2 separate regions of the Rattus norvegicus genome follow, and region 1 is linked to region 2. Evidence: chromatin contacts called from public Hi-C data. All regions are on one chromosome and are shown on one strand. The core of a region is the stretch at or near the end of the contact, and the rest is flanking DNA. Distances in the headings are between cores, read along the strand shown.

Region 1 (5,736 bases), core at 2,565-5,064, 81 kb after region 2:
AGGCATGCACAGCAAAAACAAATAATGCTTTTCTCAGTATCAGTCTGATAGGTAAACACTTGGAATTCCTACCAAGGACCTGGTTATGTTGTAGGCAACCATAAATTAAACTATATATGCTTTCACTTATATCTCTTTATAAGCTTGGGTTTTTTTCCTTCTTTTGTCTACTTACTAAAGACTAATTGTTTGCCAGACTCTTGTCTAGGGGTCGGAGATGTGTCAGCGAGGGAAACAGTTTTCCTTCCAGCAGTAAAAAGAGACAACTGAAAGAACGTTATACACTTACCCATGTATGAACTTCTTAAATCTCTTATCAAGTCCCCTTCTGTGCTCCTATAATCCTGTTGCATTCTTTGATGATTACAAACACAATTTCAGTAATTATTTGGGGGAGATCATGTCCCCTATGTTTATACATCTTGAGAAAACATGTTTTGTTTTGTTTTGTTTAATACTTATTTATATAAGTACACTGTAGCTGTCTTCAGACACACCAGAAGAGGGCATCGGATCCCATTACAGATGGTTGTGAGCCACCATGTGGTTGCTGGGAATTGAACTCAGGAGCTCGGGAAGAGCAGTCAGTGCTCTTAACCTCTGAGCCATCTCTCCAGCTCCGAGAAAAACATGTCTATATAATACATGTACTTTGAGTATATATCATTTATAGTGAGCTCTCCACATGGTGACAAACACTATAGCAGAGAAAGGAGGTTAGATGAGTCAGTGTGGACCACCCAGAGGCCTGGGGAAGCGTGTGGGGTTAAGAGCATTGGCTATAAGTTTTAGGCCGACGGGGAGAATACAGAACTCTGTGCTGTAGCTGCAGACTCTCGAGCTCCCTGCCTTAAAGGGGAAGGAAATGCCAGAGCCTAAGCACAGTGTGTGCTACTCGAGGGTGTTGCTCGGCCCTGCTCTGTTTTTAGGCTTGTCATTTATTTTATTTAGTCCACTGATTTCCTCCAAGCCATGTTGAGGGTGGCCTTCAGACGGTGTCTCCTGAGCAGCAGTTCCGTGTACATCTCAGCTTTACATTCTCTTCACCCTCACCCCAAATTTGTTTTCTTGGTTTCAAACCAACACGAGGAGGCTACCGTGGGCACATGCATGTACTTGGGAGATTCTCCGATGATTTGGCATTAGAAGCTAAAACACTGATCATCCCTCCCTTCCTGTGTAGGCTCTACAAAGTTTCTATAATTGGGTTTTTAAAATATATAGGTTTTATTTATTTTCCTACTAATCTTATTAGCCTATAAACCGTGAGCATGCGCGAGAGTGCACACACGCGCACACACACACACACACACACACACACACATGTTTCCCCTTCATCTCCTAATTAGCCTAATTAGCAGGATACAATATGGTCACTACTTTGAGGAAAGTTCTTCTGGACTGCAGAGATTGCCTGGTTGGTAGAATACTTAGGAGACACACACAAAGCTCTGGGATTTGCTCCCCAATGCTACAGAATCCTGGTGTGGCATACATGAGCCCCTAATTCAACAAACGATAAAACCGAACACCTTCCTCCCCCACTAAAATCTAGATTAAGACACCCTACACACACACACACACAGACACACACACACACACACACACACACACACACACACACACGATACTGTAATCTCACTATTGTTCATCTTGAGATCTAGCACAACATTGATGCTGCCCTTACAATGCCTCTTCCTCAGAGGACACAAGCTCCATGGGGGAAGGTGCTGTGTCTGCCTTCCCCGGGGCAATACTTTATTGCTTAGCTAGGGTATCCACAGAAACACTCAGAAACAGTGAGTTCTTAAGCATCCTCCGCCTCCAGGAGACGCTGGCAATGCTTTGGAAAGATGTTCTGCAGTGGATGAAATTCTGACACTTTGTCCAAATCCTTCCTCAGAAATCCAAGACTTAGCCCCATCCCCTCCCGGCCAGCAGGAACGCAGCTAGTAATCAACCTCAGCTGCCAGCCTTCTTTCTGGATGTGCTCAAGTCATGGAAGCCCCAAACTGTGTCCTGTTCTAGCTTGTATTCAGTGCTGGGAAGTTGCAGGCTGACTTCCCATACCCATGGAGGACACTCCTACAAAGCCATCCCCACTTCTGAGCAGCTCGTGAGGTTGACAAGTCCTCACACAGATCTAGCCCTGCTTTCTCCTCCTCTCTTTGTACAGGGGCTTATCTCAGCAGTGTTTCCCATAAATATTCCCATCTTACATTCCAGATGATAATCTGCTTCCTGAGTAAGCCAGCCTGGGACGCATGAAGACTCACTGTTGTATCAACTACAACGACATCTGTGAACCGTGTGGTGTGGTCTATCCTGCTCTAGATTTCTAAGCAGCACAGTGCAGTTGTTTGTCCTTGTGGCCATACAGTGACTAGAAATGCTTTTCTTGGGGTGCATATCATAAGCACACCAAAGGAAATAGTCTTTGGGACAGCTTTCTTATTCCAAATACTCTTATTCCTAGCGCCAAGAGGGAGGCATTCGCTGTGTGCTTTTTCCAGAAATGCACAAAGTTGAAGTCTAACCCAAATCGTGTCTACTGAATTTGAACTTGTACAAGATCACCAAGATGTCTACTGGCATTATAGTCTGAGAAATGCTAGACTATTAACAGAATTCATTCGTTAATTGATCAAGACAAGTAACAAGCCTGAGCTGATAATTCCGGGTCTTCAGAATGCCTTCATAACATTTCGCTTAGAAGACTGGGAGGATACCATGCCAGTGTTTCTACCGTATAGAGTTTGCGTTTTAGGAAGCAAAGAAAACCCAAATCAATATGCATATTGTAGTTGGGGATGTAAATGTGTCTTTAAAAATAAGGGGAGAGTGGGTTGCATTTAAATTTCTTGCAGAGATAGTGATGAGAGAGCCGAAGCGGTGAAGCAGTACAAGAGTGTTGTCTGTACTAAGTACGAGGACGCTAAAGTGAATCTAGGGGAAGAAGAGAGATGCAAACTAACTGGTGCGGTCAGAGAGGCAAGGCCAATCTCTTGATGAGAGACTACTTAGAAATCCGCCCTTTGATATTTCATTATTAAAATGGTCATGGGCTTTTTTGGCGGTAGTTTGTTTTTGCTAAGAATAAAGTGCTTAGCAAGCACATTGGATTTGTGTTTTTAGAATCTGGGAAAAAAAAAAAAAAGTCTTGAAAACCAGAAGTTTAAGTTCCGCAGACAAAACTGGTGGGGACTGGAGAAGGATTTCTGGAACTTTTCTAAAACCTCAGGCTCCAAGACCCCTCATGCTGACGGATGAGATAAGCATAAACAGAAAGAGGAACTGCGGAAGGTAGTGTCACGCTGGAAAAAGGTAACGTTCGGGTCAGAGTTTCACGTGTACCACAATCCAGGTCTGAATACAGAGAGGAAGCCCACAGTTTCAAGCCTCAGGCTAGTCCACCCCTCTTCCAGTGTAGTGTTAACTGTTAAGGTCTCCGCCACTCTGTGCCATGCCCAGATCCCCTACGCAGACCGCGCCTATTCCCGGTGTCCTAGTCCACTCTAGACCGGCCAGGACCCGCCTCCTCGTGCAGATCCCGCCTCAAATCCCACCCCTACCCTCAAACTCCAATAAACACTGAAAGAATCGAGTATTGGTCCCGCCTCTCTGCCCAGACCCCGCCCCTGACGAGCTGCCTTTAGTCTTTGCCCTCTGAGGCTCCGCCTCCCCCTGAAGCCACGCCCCTCCCTTGCTGTTCTCCTAAACTGTAGACTTTGACTTTGGCCCCACCCAGCTTCCCCGGCAGGCGGCCTACCAAGTCGACTACCTAGTCTGCGGCGGACGTGACGCCGGCCCAGGCCTCGGGCGGCGCGGGTACCCTGTCTAGGGTGTCCTTTGCTCAGGAATGGGCCCGCAGGCTGCAGTCGGCAGGATGATTCTGCTGGTGGTCCTGATGCTGTCTGCGGAGATCGGGAGTGGAGCTTTGATGAGCACCGAGGATCCTAAGCCGCCCTCGGGTAATCTCTCCGAGCCGCTGCGGGCTGGGGCGGGAGGCCAGGCCGGAGGCGCCCGGCTGGGAAGTCCCTGCGGTCCTGATGCGCCGCCCTGGGCTAAGTGGCCCTGAATCCTGGAACGGAGGGGTCGCGGGGGGGGGGGGTGTCTCTGCGGTACTCGCCGCTTTCGCCTCTTCTTTGCCAACACAACAAAGCTGTGGTCTGTTTTACAGTTAGTTTCCAGGGCAGCGTTTGGCATTGTGTGTACACTGCTTACAGACCTCATTTTCCGGCTGTTGTCCAAATCCTTTGAAGGAGAGAGCCGATTGATACTAAGAGATTCTCATTTGTTAGTCTGGCGTTTAAATATGAAAGTGTTGAGATGCAAGGGTTCTTCATAGCGTAATTCCTTAGAACCTTTGATTTCATCTGCCTACTGACATTTTCCAGGACATATATGCTGGGGCTCGTTCTTCGTGATTAGAGCTCTAGAGACAACTATAAAACTTCTCATGCACTCCCTCCCTCCCAGTCCCTAATCTTAAGTGTCTGAGAAGTTCCCAATATCCAGCTGCTGGAAGGCATGGGGAGACCTCTTTAACTCTCAGATGATTTGCAGCTTTGAACCCCGTGTTAGAGTTTTCGGGAGCTCCAGTTAAGTGTGCAGATTCCAATTCTGCTTTGCCTTGACTTGATCTTCAAAGGTCAAGCAAATAATCATTCACGGTAGTTAGGCAATAGCTACCTAGATGTCAGAAAAAGAAAATGAGGGGCATGTACAAACTGAAATCCCACTTAGATGTAGAGAAAAATGAAATCATAATTGCAGGACAGTGGAATAGAAAATAGTGTTAAATTGTGATACAGCCAGATTCAGAAAGACAAATGCCATGTTTTCTTATGATAAATAGACCCTAGATATTTGTGTCTGTGGAGGAGACCATGAGAGGGGAGGAAGAGATCTTGAGGAAGGAGGGTTTACAACAAGTAAAAGCAGGGTAATAAAACTCATGGGGCATTAATGCAGAAGAGACTCTTGGACTCTTGGGGGAGGGAGGTGACCAGAAACAAAGAGACAGGAGCAACTGGGGGATGAATTAGAAGCAATAATGGTATGCATGCAATATGTATGAAAATGCCTTATTAAAACCTTGTACTTTAGTAATTTGAATTTTTTAATTAAAGGTAGAATGTGTGTATTAGAAACCAAGCAAACAAATCCTTAGTTATCCATGAGGATAGACACGGTACCAAAGGCTAGGAAGACAGATTACAGATATGACTTACTGAGTGCTGGGCACTGTCGATTTTCACAACCACCTCTCCTGAAACTGCCACTGGTTCCTGCATCCATGGTGAGGCACACGGGCTGCCCAAGTGGTAGAGTGCAAATTCTTAACCATCCCACCACCAGCCGTTACCTGGAGGGGAGTCACCTGACCCTGTGGGCCATTGAAGTACACTGTGATATGATATTGAATTTACTTACAGACTGCTGGAAATCAGGGAACTCCGGGAAGATTTTTCAGAGACATGCAGCCAGGCTTAGAACCAGAGGCTTAGAGAGAATGTGCTTGCAGGGGTATGAAGTGGCATGTTCAGCTAGTGTGCGAGTTTTATCGTGGACTGTGTGACAGGAGAGAGATAGGAAACAACTGGGATTTTTGTTATGTATAACAGCAAGGGATGGAAACGTGGCTTTAGCTGGCTTAACCTGAAACAGAAGGTTATTGGCTCAGAGACTCCCAAGGTAGAGAAAATGAGAGGTAGCAGCTTGGCTTCAGGAAGG
Region 2 (5,570 bases), core at 1,209-3,708:
TATGCAGTATCCAGGCATACACAGAAACAAAACATACATATACATAAAAAATGTTTAAAATATTGCTGTGGTTTATGAGAAATAGTTATATTTAATGATATTTACTTCTTATCTATGTCAACTGTAAGACTTAAAAACAATAACAATACAAAGTAGCAACACTCGGAGTGTCTTTAAAATAATTTCCTGTATGAAGAACTAAGTTTCCCTACAGAAATGGCTGATTTCAGACCAAAGGCAAGTCATAAAGTTATGACCTACTTTCGCAGAAGTCAAAAAAAAAAAAAATACCGACAGCGTACAGAAACCCGCTGGACGCATGCTCAGTGACCAAGTGGCTTGGCAGTGGAACTTGGGGAAGGAAGGGTTCACCAAACTGCAGTATATTGAATATCTAAAACCCATATGCTGGGGCCGGAGAGATGGCTCAGCCATTAATGGCCCTTCCTGCTTTCCAGAGGTCCCACGTTCAATTCGCAGCAGCCATCACAAGCACCTGTCACTCCACCTCCAGGAAGAGATTTCTGCTGCTCTCCTTTGGCCTCCCTGGGCACCTTAATCCGTATGGTATGCACTCCCAGAAATTCACACACATACACATAAATAAAAATGAATATGTACTATAGGCTTTATGCTCATAGACATATTTTTAAGTGGAGAAAGAAAATTATTTTATCAGTCACCATTAGAGGAAGCGAAAGTCACAACTCCTTGTGGACACAGGCAGTATGAAAATGCTAAGTATTTAATCTGCATTCTTGAATAAACATACCAATGGAACCAAGGAGCCCTGACTGATAAAGAAGAGACCATTTCAAACTATTAGTTATACAACAAAAACATTTTCCAAGCCTAGAGAATGATAGTGTTAGAAAGCAGCCATGTTACAGAGAAGCCAACATTTCCCCCAGTTAGGTAAGTGACCAGACAACACCCCTGACGTCATCAGGTGGACATTTCCCCCAGTTAGGTAAGTGACCAGACAACACCCCTGACGTCATCAGGTGGAAGTGTGAAAGGGCCCAGAAGTTAGAGGAAAAGTCTGCGGTTACTCTGCTTCTTTGAATCCTAGAACTGTTATTTCCTGTGAACGATTCACGGTGTTGCTGGTACCCAGCCATCAATTCAAGAACCCACGAGAACAGAACGTAAAATCCTTCCAGTTTATGTGCAGGGCAGACGTAGGTGGCTTGTTAGAGGATAGTGACACCACGAAGGAACATCCAGAATTTGTTTTTAATCAACTGGAAGGAAGAAAGAAGTTTGCAGATGATGATAGACATAAGAGGAGCAAGAGAGCAGGTGGGCGGTGAGTTGGAGAAAGCCCATTTGTCAAATGTGCGAGCAACTTCGAATAGGAGCCAGGCACTAAAGGACAGGGATGAACTGTTGTTACCACTTTGTGTGTGATAACAGTAACTCGTTACAGTCCCTTCTCAGAGATGCATTAAACACAAAGTATGTGCCTGGAATTTGCCTGGAACACTGCAGGAGAGAAAAATAGAAGGAAAAGGCGGAGGAGGAAGATGAGGAGGAGGAGGAGGAGGAGGAGGAGGAGGAGGAGGAGGAGGAGGAGGAGGAGGAGGAGGGGGAGGCAATGCAGAGAATGTTCTCAGTGCCAATCATGGACACCGGAGGGAAGGCCCCCGGCTTTTTACACGGCGCATCTCCGTTCGTGTGTGTCTAAAATAAAAGCCTTTTATAAGAAATAAAAAAATTGTGTGTGAGGCTTAAAGAAAATCACAGGACTGCTGACACGGCTTAGCACGTGGAGGTGCTTGCTGTGAAGCCTGATAGTTTAAGTCCAATCTCTGGGACATGTGTGGTAGAGTGAGCATCAACTCTTGCAGATTTTACACACACACACACACACACACACACACACACACACACACACACACAGAGAGAGAGAGAGAGAGAGACAGAGAGACAGAGAGACAGAGACAGAGAGACAGAGAGACAGACAGAGACAGAGACAGAGAGACAGACAGAGACAGAGACAGAGAGACAGAGACAGAAAGACAGAGACAGAGAGATAGAGAGACAGACAGAGACAGAGACAGAGAGACAGAGACAGAAAGACAGAGACAGAGACAGAGAGACAGACAGAGACAGAAAGACAGAGACAGAGACAGAAAGACAGAGACAGAGAGACAGAGAGACAGACAGAGACAGAAAGACAGAGACAGAGACAGAAAGACAGAGACAGAGAGACAGAGACAGAGACAGAGAGACAGAGACAGAGAGACAGAGAAAGAAGAGAGATAGACACCGGAACAGAGAGAACAGAGAGGAAAATGTAAATTAGAAAGCAAAACAAAACCAGAGACACTGTCCTAAAGTAAAGCAGCGAGTTAAGAGACAAAGCAGAAAAGTGAAAACTGAGGGCTCCCCGCTGCCCGCGCAGGGCTTCCTCTGAGAGAGACTTCCAAAGGAGGAAATTACAGCAACTCCAAGGCATTTCCTCCTCAAATACTTAGCCTGGGAAACCATTTCTTCCTCAAAGAAACAAAAACACGGTGTCACAGAACACATTGTTCTTCCGTTCTTCGTTAGACACCTCTGTGATTTGTGTCTTTTTCTCCTCTCTCAGGTTCTACCCAAGACAGCTGAACGCTTGATATAAAAATCTTGAGTGTGTCTCTCTCCAGAGGACCTCAGTTCTCCCAGGGCCGAGGCTGTCTTTTAACCTTCTGTCTGCTCCTAACAACTTCTGGCAAATCGGTTTGCCATTAAGACCTGACTGCGGTGGTTAATTGTCATTGTCAGCGTGACTGGGGATGTTCAACATGAAGAAGGCTCGCCCATCTGTGGGCAGCGCCATCCTGTGAGCTAGGATGAAAAGGTGGCACTAATATTCTTCTCTGCTTGCTGACTGCAGACACGAGTGTGAACGGGCACAGGAGGAGTCTGTTACTGAGTCTCCACACTGATGGACTGCGACCCTAGTGCACCCTTCCTTCTCTAAGTGGCTTTTGTGAGCTATTTTGTTACAGCCATGTGAAGAGAGACTAACACACCCTGTCGTACTGCATTCTGCTGTCCTGCTGGTCCCCCACAGGGCTCTCAATATCCCAAATCCCCACCATTAACATCTTTATTGGGATTTGGAAGATTTCCTGAAGTATTAAATTTATTCTCTGGCTTGATGGATCAAATGATATTATGGCGTGGTGGTTTGAACAAGAACAGTCTCCATGGGCTCGAATCCCTGGATGCTTAATCATTAGGGCGTGGTGGTTCTTCACGTGGATGAGGAGGTGCAGCTTTGTTGGAGTAGAGGAGACCCTGTTGGAGGAAATGTATCACTGATGTGGGCGTTGGGGCTTCAAATGCTCAAGCCAGGTCCGGTGTCTTTCTCCTTCCTGCTGGCTGCTGTTCTGGTTGTAGAACTCTCAGCTCCTCCAGAACCACGTCTACCAATATGGCGCCGTGCTTCCTGCTATGCTGATAATACACACGGCTTCTGAAACCGTGAGCAAGTCCTTTGTAAGAGTTGGCATGGTCACGGTGCCTCCACACAGTATTAGATGACTCGCTGAGACATATGAAAATCCTGTCTAAGCCAGATCTGACTTTCTGTAGTTTCATCTTACCTGTGGTCCAAAAACAAACCATTAAACAGGAAATCCGAGATAATTCCTGTCTTAAAGCACGTCCTGTTAAAAGAAGGGCGTTACGTATGGGGGAAGAGAGAGTGGGTGGGATTTTAGACATTCATGGTGGGGATGGGCACTGGGAATTGATTTTTATGGATAAAGCTGTTGTCGGTAAGATTCCCAAGCCTCTCTGTTCACGTATTATAGAGTATCGTCCAGAGGAGACCATTCGGATTCAGATTTTAGTCTGCCAGTGATTACACTGGGTGTTTGGGATTCCACTGTAGCCCAGAGCCCTTCTCAGGGTGAGTTTTAAAGCATTAAAAACCATATCCTACGTGGGCACACCTCAGTTAACAAGAACAGTTATCCAGAAGCAGAAGCACAGAAGCCAAAAACATTTTTTATGGGAGTTTATGGGGACTTACAGTTTCAGAGGGAAAACGGGGTCATCATTGTAGGCAAGCAGTGTGGCTGGAGAGGCAATCTGAGAATTCAGCAGAGAAAGGGAAGGGCGGAAGAGGGGGGAAGGAGGGAGGGAGGGAGGAAGGGAGAGAGAGAGAGAGAGAGAGAGAGAGAGAGAGAGAGAGAGAGAGAGAGAAGAAGAAGAAGAAGAAGAAGAAGAAGAAGAAGAAGAAGAAGAAGAAGAAGAAGAAGAAGAAGAAGAAGAAGAAGAAGAACACTAGAAATGTTCTGAGCAGAGCCCAGCCAGCCCATGTAAGAGAAATGCAGGCATTACCTGGTGGCCCTCTTATGTGGCACACCGCGCTTCTAAATAAGAAGTCGGAACACTGAACTCAGAAGTAGAGTCACTTGGTAGCTGGCCTGCAGATGAGTCTACTCTCTCCACACCTGCTTTAATGTGCTTCTTAGGCATAGAGAGACCCTGGAGGTATGAAGCTCTCTGTCCAATCTGAGGTAACACACTAATCAGTTGACAGATCTGCACGGTATAAGCGGTTGTCCATATATAATAAAGCGGATATTGTCCCCTGAAAAAAAAAATCCAAAGTTAGTACGTTTAGAAACTCTCCCAGGACTGTGGGTTTTAATGGTCTGGCTCTTTGGTTTTGTTTTGGCAAGTGATGCTATTGACATGTTGAGTTTTATGTTTTATGGCCTGAGTGAATGGTACCTTCCAACATGGAGTCAGCTGTGCTAAGGGCTGGGGGCTTACTGAGGGTCTGCAGAGGGTCCTGCCTGAAGCACATGTAGGAAATGTTAAGTAAAGGAGTAGGTGTCACCATTTGACGTAGATATCTAGAAAACCAACAAGTCCCAGGAACTTCCACCTACAGAAGTCTCTACCGAGAAGTAATTGCATTTGTATGAATTAAACTCGTTCTTGATGAAAACTCAGGCAAACGGAAAAAAAAAATGCTCATTGAGACGGTCACACTCCATAAACTCCATCATTTAAAGTATGCTGTCCAATGTGAAAACACAGTCTGACATCTGTGCAATGGGCCACGCATTGTCACTTTAGAATTTTTTTTTTCCCCGTCAAACAATGGCAACTTATTTTCTCACAGATCTTGACTTTGGAAGGCCAGAATAGAATCAAGGTACTGCCAGGTTTGGATTCTCCTGATGGATCCTAATTTGTTTGCAGATGGCGAGCTTTTTTTTTTTTTTTTATTGGACATATTTCTTTATTTACCTTTCAAATGTCATTACCTTTCCTGGGTTCCTGTCCATAAACCCCTTATCCTCCCTCCTCCATAAGGGTGTTGCCTCCCATCCACCCCTCCCCTTAGAGTACCCCCTGACATTCCCCTGCACTGGGAATGCAACCTTGGCAGGACCAAGGGCTTCCCCTTCCACTGGTGCCCCAACAAGGCCATCCCTTGCTACATATGCAGTTGGAGCCCTGGGTCAGTCCATGTACAGTCTTTCGGTAGTGGTTTAGTACCTGGGAGCTCTGGTTGGTTGGCGTTGCTGTTCTTATGGGGTTGCAAGTCCCTTCAGCTC

What was found. A called contact is a pair of places that touch in the nucleus more often than the background predicts.
Region 1: a contact with region 2 is called in a Hi-C map of mammary epithelial cells, with 2.4 times the contacts expected there. The contact joins the promoter of Ifngr1 here to the enhancer-like site in region 2. A contact is called at or near these places in 4 of 12 Hi-C or Micro-C datasets (Schwann cells, kidney, mammary epithelial cells and 1 more).

What each region holds. Positions count from the first base shown.
Region 1 is chr1:16,149,096-16,154,831 of GRCr8, forward strand. It overlaps Ifngr1 (interferon gamma receptor 1), which reads left to right and starts at 3,815. Exons shown (of 7, transcript NM_053783.3): 1 at 3,815-3,971. The coding sequence starts at 3,860.
Region 2 is chr1:16,069,768-16,075,337 of GRCr8, forward strand. It overlaps LOC134484957 (a long non-coding RNA gene), which reads right to left. Exons shown (of 5, transcript XR_010062787.1): 4 at 4,339-4,591; 5 at 1,543-3,596. Among named protein-coding and RNA genes, the nearest start is that of Ifngr1, 80 kb to the right of the region's middle. Within about 2 kb of position 2,459, at least 19 of the 93 cell types and tissues checked have an H3K27ac peak or open chromatin away from gene starts, as enhancers often do.